2 separate regions of the Zea mays genome follow, and region 2 is linked to region 1. A link is a contact called in public Hi-C data. All regions are on one chromosome and are shown on one strand. Each heading gives the region's core, a stretch centred on a gene start, on an enhancer-like site or on the middle of the called end of the contact. The rest is flanking DNA. Distances are from core to core; before and after follow the strand shown.

Region 1 (4,333 bases), core at 1,289-3,788:
TAGTCCTCATATTTAACTTTGTTTTTATATCATACTATGATCTTAGTTCGTAACTCTAGCCACAAAAAATAAAAAAAACGGGGGTGTATATCTTTAGGATTGGAGGGAGTTGTGATGGGAAGTCGAAGTCCGGTGGCCGGTGTAGGTAGTGGCTGCGGCGGCCTTCCCTCCACTTCCGCGTAGAGATAGATCGGATCTCACTAGTCTGTGTATGGATGAGGATGTACAATGAATGTTGGTTCGCGTACCGGCCTTGATCCCTATTTATTTACATGGTATGAAAGGGGGCCACCACCAACACGGTCAGGATGCGAGTGAGGTCCGACTCGATCCTCTGACAGAGTCCGGATGAGATCAACCCAACAAAACTGACCTGTGTCCTGTTCAGTTTCCAACTGTTTCCATAACCAAACTACTATCTTTAGTAGAGGTTATTTGGATGTCCTCTGTATATCCAACTGCATCCAGTTTCGGCATATTGAGTCATGCTTGACTTGCAGGAAACAAGCATATTGAATCCACTCCGCGTGATGATTATTGGAGATATGCTTTACTTGATCCATGTTAAAGGACTTGCGGAACATGCATCACCAAACGCAAGGTCGCAGCAAGGGCTAGCTTTCGTGGACCTAGAGAAAAGATGTTGCAATGTATTTACCTTCTCAGACCACACTTTTGTATTTCTGTCTACTGTGAAGTGAATGTGTAGTATTTGTTGTTAATGAAAAGTTGTTTGTGTTCAGCTGCTTACAACCATAGAAGAGAATGACACTGTGCTGGAGCTTGTATCCATACAAGATCAATTCACAGCCAAATTTCCTCTAGATCTGTCTGATGTTCGACCTGGAATAACAAAGCAAATGTCAGGAAATCCACAGAGTACTGTTGTTGCAGAGTGCACTGACAATCACGTTGAGGACAGGACCCTATTGGTCGTTGATCTGAGTAGCTTCCTCGAGAACACCCAGATTGCCTTGCCTTCTCTGAATGGGTAATTTCTGGTTCTGTGTCATCAAAACTGTAACCATGAAATTCTTGATCTAGTGAAACCACTGTTTGAACACTTGGAAGAAAAAAACATTTGCACAGCGGCATCAGCATAAAAAATGGCAAATTTATTCGTTTTGATAGTTCTAATAACATGTAACAGAGGTGTGGTTCATACTGCCATTGTTATGGATGCTATCTTGATTAAGTTTTGACATTTGCTCTGCTCTCTGAATAACATGCTTCTGTTTCAATATCTGCAGGTGGCTTTTAGGTTATCCGGTAACATATTTGTTCCGCAATGCAAGTTCTGAGGCAGCGATACAGAACCTCTCAAGGCAGTCTCTGCATATCTACCGAGTATATGTGTGCGGAAGTTATCGGTCAGCTGGCGAACGAAGAGAAGAGGAACTGATGAGGTAAAGTGCATCGATTTGTAAGCAGCCCCAGTCGGCAGGTCCGCTCTTTCCTTTGGGAGCGGGATTTTACATGGAATCTTGTAAACTAGCTGTAGTATGGTTGCCAGTTTTTCAGTTCCATGTGGCGCGAGCACGAAGCGTGATGAAGAAGTATGGGCTAGATCGTTCATAGCTCGCATGAATGAGAAGCTCAGGCGATGCAGCCAAGTCTGGGCATCCATAAGGCTAGAAGTCGAGGTTTTCCAGAGCCAGTCGCAGGTCATTGTGTTGTAGTTGAGATCAGTATGGCTGTTATTACGGGCTGATGGCATAAACTCCTTATACAAAGCGACGTGTCTCAGAAGTATCACTGCCCTGGGCCAAATAAACGAGTTGGATACAAGTCATGCATGCAGAGGCCGGAGGTCATATCCATTATATATTTTATATATTTATCTAAAAAAGCCATTATATTATGCTCGAATTATTGAGCAGTTTATGTCACTATAAATTCAAATTCGTTTTAGTCGTTTCTGTTGACTTTGTATAACCTAATCCTTGACGCCGACATGTCTTTTATATTTACATCAAAATCACAAAGGATGAATGCTCGAGTTACAATTTGAAGTTGTTGTTGTTTTGTTCCACGTGCTCTTGGACTCAAGGGTCTGTTTGGTTCAGGTGTTTGTTTCCAAAAATCTGATTTCGCTGAGTTGTGACTGTTAGAAAGATGTCGTGAGCTGATGATTATGAAAAAAATAAAATATGTTTGGATGAAATAATTGTCAACTATAGATTCTATAAAAATATGATAGCTTAGTAATATAGATGACCGTATATGAAAAATCAAGGTAGGTGATTCTAAGGTGTGGTTTATAAAGACTAATTTTTAGTCACTCCATTTTATTACCTAAATTATTAGATTTCGTATTTAATAATTTAAGGATTAAAAATTAGTTCATAGAAATCAAAGACCCACTAAATTAAACTAGTTGTTCGAACCTTATTGAGAAAGCTGAACTAAATTCATCCTCAGTCTTGTCGGCCTAAATCGAATTCACCCAGTCTTTTCGGTCTAAATCGATCTGGCACATTGTTAGTACTCCTGCTACGTACTATGTTTCTAGTAGCCCACAAGATCTAGCCCAGTCCAAACCTTTCGATCCGTGGTGTGTTGGATCTGAACCCAAGCTCCGAGTCGCTTTCGGGGTGGGCATTCTCCTCTTCGTCTTCGGTTGCAAGAAAGAAAAAGGTCACCCCTCTAACACCACGCCGCCGCCGTTTGCTGCTCGGCGCCTCTCCTCACAACCCGTACGCCAACGTCTCCAATCTCGTATACTTTCGTGCTCAGCATCATGGACGGCTTCCCCAAGAGCGTCGGCGGTGGCGGCCCTAACATTCCGGCGGGATCCCACCCCGCAGGCGGGAGCCAGGCGGCGGCAGGAGGAGGCGCGACGCAGCGGACGCAGTAAGTCTGTCCGCCTATGTTCGGTTCTTGCGTTCGTGGTTCAGATCGCGACTTCGCGTTACTTTGCCTACCCCCCCTCCTCGTCCTCCTCCTTCGGGTGAAGATTTCGGTGCTTCCGGTCGCGGTTCAGATCCCTACTTTGCGTTACTTCGCTCCGCTTCTTTTGGGCGAAGATTTGAGCAAATTTTGCGGTGGACTATTAGTCGAATATTGAGAAAATTGATATTTTAGGACCGATAATATTAGGTTTCGCATATTTATGACTTCAAACGTTGGCTTTGCAAAATTAGTACTTATATCATTGACATCTTGATTAATACGACATCATAGTTTATTTCTTGTTTTCTAATCCGTTTTCTAAAATGCTTGCCATCTAAGATGACTCATGTCCCTGTGTCAGCTGCTACGCTTAGAGAGTGCCAGGAAAAATATCAAAAAAAATAAACAAAAAATAGAGATCAACAGGACTTGAACCTTGACTGCCAAGTTCAAAAAATAGTACTTACACCACTATGCTAACTAACCTTATATGATCTTAGGGTGTGTCGTGGCCCATATGGACCACCCACTCCCCTGCTGTGTCATTAATTGTGTGAGTCTGATCCTTGTCCGCCACACCATATTCGTTTCTGCCCTCCGCCTTGAAGTGTACACTAGATGAGAGATCGGATCAGAACAGTGGCCTGCATGACCTGTTGTTTTGACTCGAAGCAAGACCAGAAGAAGGTAGCTGATCCACGGAAAAAAGAATGAACAGATTCGGCTTTAGGGGCTTCATATAGCTTCCAACTGATGAAGCAAATTCCATGTGGCAGCATCCAAACTCTGATGTCTTGCAACTGATCTGAATAGCTGAAGCCAAGACACACTAGCCTGTCACTCATCACATTTTTTGGTACCTGAAACTAGGTGCGCACAGATTAGCTTGGTTGTCGAGAAGCAAAAGCTGCTTAGCCTCAAGGTCTGTTGCCACCTTTTCACCAATGGGGAGAACCAATTCAATATTAGTCATTTGATCTTGTATAAACAGAAAAACCAACCAATGTATTGTAGACAAAATAAGAACGAACTCTAGTATTTATGGGATGTCAAATAACATGACAAAGGAGAGGCGGCTGGGATCGAGCAGCAATAGAAAGAAAGAACCTAGAGTTGCTAGGGATAGTTTGGTCATTTGTAATATCTTAGAGAGATAAAAAAGGATTTAATTAATTAAAAAAGCTTGAAATTTTCTATCTATCCTAAGAAAACAAGGATGGAATCGAATCTACGTCATTTATGCGGAAGCAAGGAATGTGACCCCGTTTCGTCGTAGCTGTATGGAAAGGAGTCCTAAATAATCAATTTTCTCGTCGAATATTAGGGTGTTTTAACGTGGAAGGTTAAATTTCATCTTCCATCGGTTTGCCCCCCAACCCACCCACACACCCACAAAAAAACATAGGCTTTTATTCATGGGTTTCTTTGATTGGTGCCAGAG
Region 2 (4,333 bases), core at 1,016-3,515, 580 kb before region 1:
GGTCCAATATTTCATGATGAACTTGACATGATTCATCATGCACTTGATTATATCAGGATTCCGGACATATGCTACAAACATTTGATCAAGTCTAAGGGGTTGTTTGTTTTAGGATTATAATCTACTCAGATTATATAATCTAACTTATTTTGAATTAAGGGGGTGTTTGTTTGAGATTATAATCTGCCCAAATTATATAATCCAACAAATTTTGAACCAAACAAACAGCCCCTAAAGATTATTGAAATATATGCCAGTAATCAGAACTTTAACAGGACATTGCTACCAGATCAGCAGTAATAATTAATAAACTCTCTTTCCATTAGAAGTGACTGGTTTCTCATTCATCCTTGTTAACACAATGCCATTCTTTTAAGACAGGATGATAACCCCATGGGCCATGATAGCTAAGTATGGAAAGACGAAGTAAATACTGTCGATGTGAACTTCTGAAGAGACAACCTCAGAGGGATGTAATGATAATATAGATCAGTAGAGCACCTCATTAGTTGGCATGCCCTCTGCATAGCAGATTGCCTGAAAAAGGATACAGGAGGATACAGTCAGATGCCCATCGCTTGCTCAGTTTATGAACTCTTGTAAGCTCTACTGATCCACTGGCAGCAAGCATTTGAACTATATTGGACTAAAACTTGAACACGGGGAACCCGTCAACCACAAGATGGTGTAGCCCTAAACGGGATCCTAAGTCCAGATGTCTAGGATTACTAATAGGAGTACATTGTAAGAAACATTCCAGCGTATGGCATTAATAACAGGAGAGAGAAACGGAAAAGTTGAGCTTTTAGCCAAGTTCCTGGGACAATCTATCCGCGAGAACATTTCCTCGAACAGTACGGCACTAGTAAACAGTAAGATCTCAGCCAACTCATCTAGCAAAACAACGACGAATCGCGCCGATAGACAGAAAACCAAGCCACTCATACCACGCTCAGGTTGGAGTAGCGCAACCGCCGCAGCAACTCCTCTACCCCGGGCCGCAGCGCCACCGCCGCCGCCTCCCTGGTGGAGGAGGGGTCGAGGAGGAGGGAGGCATCCAGCACGAGTCGTACGGGCCGCCCGGTAGCCATGGCTTAGGGGAGGGAGATGCCAATCGCCAACGCCTGAGTTCTGTTCCTGACTTTCTGCTCGGCGATGGGACTTGGGGGCTGCCGGGCCGAACGCCTGCTGAACCTGGTCACCTGGAGCCGGGCATAGCATAGGAAAGGGGAAGCTCCTGATCTGTGGGCCCAGGTGTCAGTAGCAGGCGTGGCCCCCACGGGCGCATGGGCGGCACCTGGCGGGAGGAAGGCGAACAGATGTGCAGGTGCAGCGCAGCAGGTCAGAATAATTCCCCTTTTCCTTAGCAGAAAAAAAAAATCTCAGCCTAGCTTTTCAACTTTCAGGGAATCAGATCCGTTGCCTTCATCATCATATTAAAAAAAATATATCCTTTTGTCTTCCCAGTCGAAAAAAAGTTCACTGGTTTATGTCATGGTGATGCAACAAGTTAACAGTGATTTGAACAAATGCGTCCGTTGTGTATTTCATTTGCATCAGCGAGAACGCAAGATTGTGCTTTGCAGTCGCAGCTCGCAGCAAGCGCTACATTTCACTCGATTTATTTACTCGTCAAATCGTTTCTTCTGTACAGAGCTGTGCTCGCGGCACACGATACCAGACATCCAAACAGATTCTTCTCTTCCTACGCGCCACTGACGCATCCAAACAAGCGCATGCTACTGAACCTCCGGGACTTGGACAGACCACGCCACCCGTCGCCGCCCGGCGGAGACGGCTCGTCCCGGACACCCTCGTCACGGGAGAAACCGCGCTCGTCGGGCGACGAGCGCGCGGCGAACCGGCAGCTCTGGCTCCGAGGATGGTCGTAGGCGCCGCCGGGGAGGCGCTCGTGTCCCCATCCCCGCGTTGGCGGAGCGCCGGCGGAGGAGAGGCGCTCGTAGTCCACAGCCCTTTTCGCCGCCCTCCGCTTGCTGATCGCGCCGCAAACGAACGGGATGAGCCCCTCCATGCTCATGTTGCGACGATCTGCGCCGCCGACCTCAGCAACAGCAGCGACCGAGATGGAGATTTCCCTGGAGTGGCAGAAAGAACATGGCATGAGATTATTATGTACATGGGTCGATTCGATATTTCAGCGACAGCTCTTACAGGAAACCAGCAGATACAGATCATGCATGATGTCAACAAATGGTTCGCTGGAGAGCATGCAACTGAGGCATCCCTCAGATTTTATTTTATAATCCTTGGCTGACTACCGCTGTCGGATATGATTGCATCTGCACGCATGTGAAAGTTCCAGTTTGCATGTTTCCCCAACGACCACCGGTTGAGAAAAAGAAAAGATAAACTCAATCAGAGGCTTCAGGCTTCACATGCACTTGCGATAATCTCGGGTGGTAAATTGGTAATCAACATGGCTTTGCCCAACGGCGAGTCCAACTAAGATTACAGATACTTTGCTTTAGTTTAGTCTCTCCTTATATATAGAGAGAGAGGTGCAAAAAAAATGTACAATAAAGCTTTCCATATAATCACTGAATCATCGTCAAAAGGTATGAAAATTTCTTTATAAACTATATATGTATATTGTTACTGTATCAATATATCAAACTGCAAATCCTAATTCACCATACGTTAATAGATGTAAAAAAAAGCGAAAGGGCCTCTAGCGTAATGGTTAAGGCTTTCGAGTAGCACCTCCAGGTCCTGGGTTCGATCCCCCTCGGGGGCGAATTTATGGCTTGGTTAAAAAAATCCCCTCGTTGTGCCCCACCCGCTCCCGGGTTACGTCCTGCGCGCCACCCTCCGGCTGGGCCGTTGCAGAGTGGGCGGTGACGGCCCGCTAGTGATGGGGGGCCAAGGTTTGGGGATTTTCTCGGCCGGGACCATGAGGGCGGTCTTTCCCTCCCCGGCCGAGTTTTTTTTTTAATAGATGTAAAAAGTAAAAATTGTCATTCTTTAATTCTTCATATTAATAGAGCTTTCTCTTTTTTACACTTTTTAACATATGATGAATTAAAATTTTAAATTTAATATGTAGTGCTATGACATAATGACACTATGATAACGTAGCCCTTAATCGAGAAAAAACGTACAGTTAAGGATATATATAGAGCGAGAAGATGTAGGCTCAATATATGCTCATCCTAGGTACCACTATGGCTAACAGCACACATGTTAGTTATAGAGGTTCAAATCTATAAGGTTCCGTTTATTTCCTTTCATTTTGATGAATTGAAATCTTACTAATGGAATAAGCTATTTTTTTAGAATGTGACATTCCACCACTTTCCAAAAATATCATATAACTCTATCTCAAATTCATGGGGTGAGAAATAGAAATTGATTCTATAGATTTACACGCTATTTTTTCGATGTACAACTTATAGCATACTCTTCTACTTGCTTCGCTATAACATAAATGTAATATATAAATATCTCTCATATATTTAGAATAATATACAAATATATTATATATATAAATATATATATATGAACTTAAATATACAAATATATTACATATACAAATATATGAACTTAATTACTTTTGTCTAAATATAATTATTAAAATGGAATTCAATTATAACGAAACAAACGGGGCCTAAGAAAAATAGACTGAGGCCCATTGATAATAGAGTTTTGGTGTTTGGTAATTAACATAACCATTTAGACTAACAATATTTGCTATTAGTGTATCTAAATATAGTTCAAAAGGTATATCATGGACTTGACCAAAAGAAAAGTGGTGGTGATCAAATTGATGAACATCTCAAGAAAACATTAAAAGACTCATTGAAAATCTACAACAATATGTAAGAGTTCAAGACATAGATAGAACTAAGGCGAACGTGAAGATCACGAATAACAGAAGACTCGCCGCCCGCGTAGGGGGCTCTCGCCGCCGAAGAGCTTGTCGAGCAGAGTCTGCACGACGGTGTCGTCGGGCACCGGCTCCCCGCACTCCTCCTTGAACTGGAACAGGTCGTGCGGAGGCGGACGTGGGTAGGTCGACCTTGACGCAGCCGCGTCGTTCTCGTTCCTCGCCGCGTAGGCGGTGTCGGTGAGGTGCGCGGTCGTACGATCGTCGTCTGCAGTGGCGGAGACATGATTTCTCTAAATGTAGAGCACTAACAAATATTTATATCAGCTAGAAAATCTTAAATCATGCAAATATATAAATGATAGTACATATAACCATGAACGGATTATACAAATTCTCTCAATCCTTTAAAACATACTTCACCCTCTAATAATTATTTGGTCCAAGAGTAGGGCCTGAGCTCTAGTGGCTCCATACCTGTCTCCGCCA

Evidence for each region. A called contact is a pair of places that touch in the nucleus more often than the background predicts.
Region 2: a contact with region 1 is called in a Hi-C map of leaf mesophyll, with 5 times the contacts expected there. The contact joins the promoter of LOC100303858 here to the promoter of LOC100283981 in region 1. A contact is called at or near these places in 8 of 25 Hi-C or Micro-C datasets (ear, leaf, leaf mesophyll and 2 more).

The regions. Positions count from the first base shown.
Region 1 is chr7:145,336,425-145,340,757 of Zm-B73-REFERENCE-NAM-5.0, reverse strand. LOC100283981 (proteasome subunit beta type 4) reads left to right here and starts at 2,538. Exons shown (of 6, transcript NM_001156879.2): 1 at 2,538-2,853. The coding sequence starts at 2,741. It overlaps LOC100277031, which reads left to right. Exons shown (of 6, transcript NM_001407169.1): 3 at 501-650; 4 at 744-991; 5 at 1,251-1,406; 6 at 1,514-2,010. The coding sequence ends at 1,679.
Region 2 is chr7:145,915,657-145,919,989 of Zm-B73-REFERENCE-NAM-5.0, reverse strand. It overlaps LOC100303858, which reads right to left and starts at 2,265. Exons shown (of 2, transcript NM_001366623.1): 1 at 2,173-2,265; 2 at 1,521-2,096. The coding sequence starts at 2,038. The coding sequence ends at 1,706. LOC100279891 (inositol 1, 3, 4-trisphosphate 5/6-kinase family protein) reads right to left here and starts at 1,316. Exons shown (of 12, transcript NM_001152843.2): 1 at 948-1,316; 2 at 502-537. The coding sequence starts at 1,091. LOC109940939 (a long non-coding RNA gene) reads right to left here. Exons shown (of 2, transcript XR_002263718.2): 1 at 4,322-4,333; 2 at 3,768-4,112.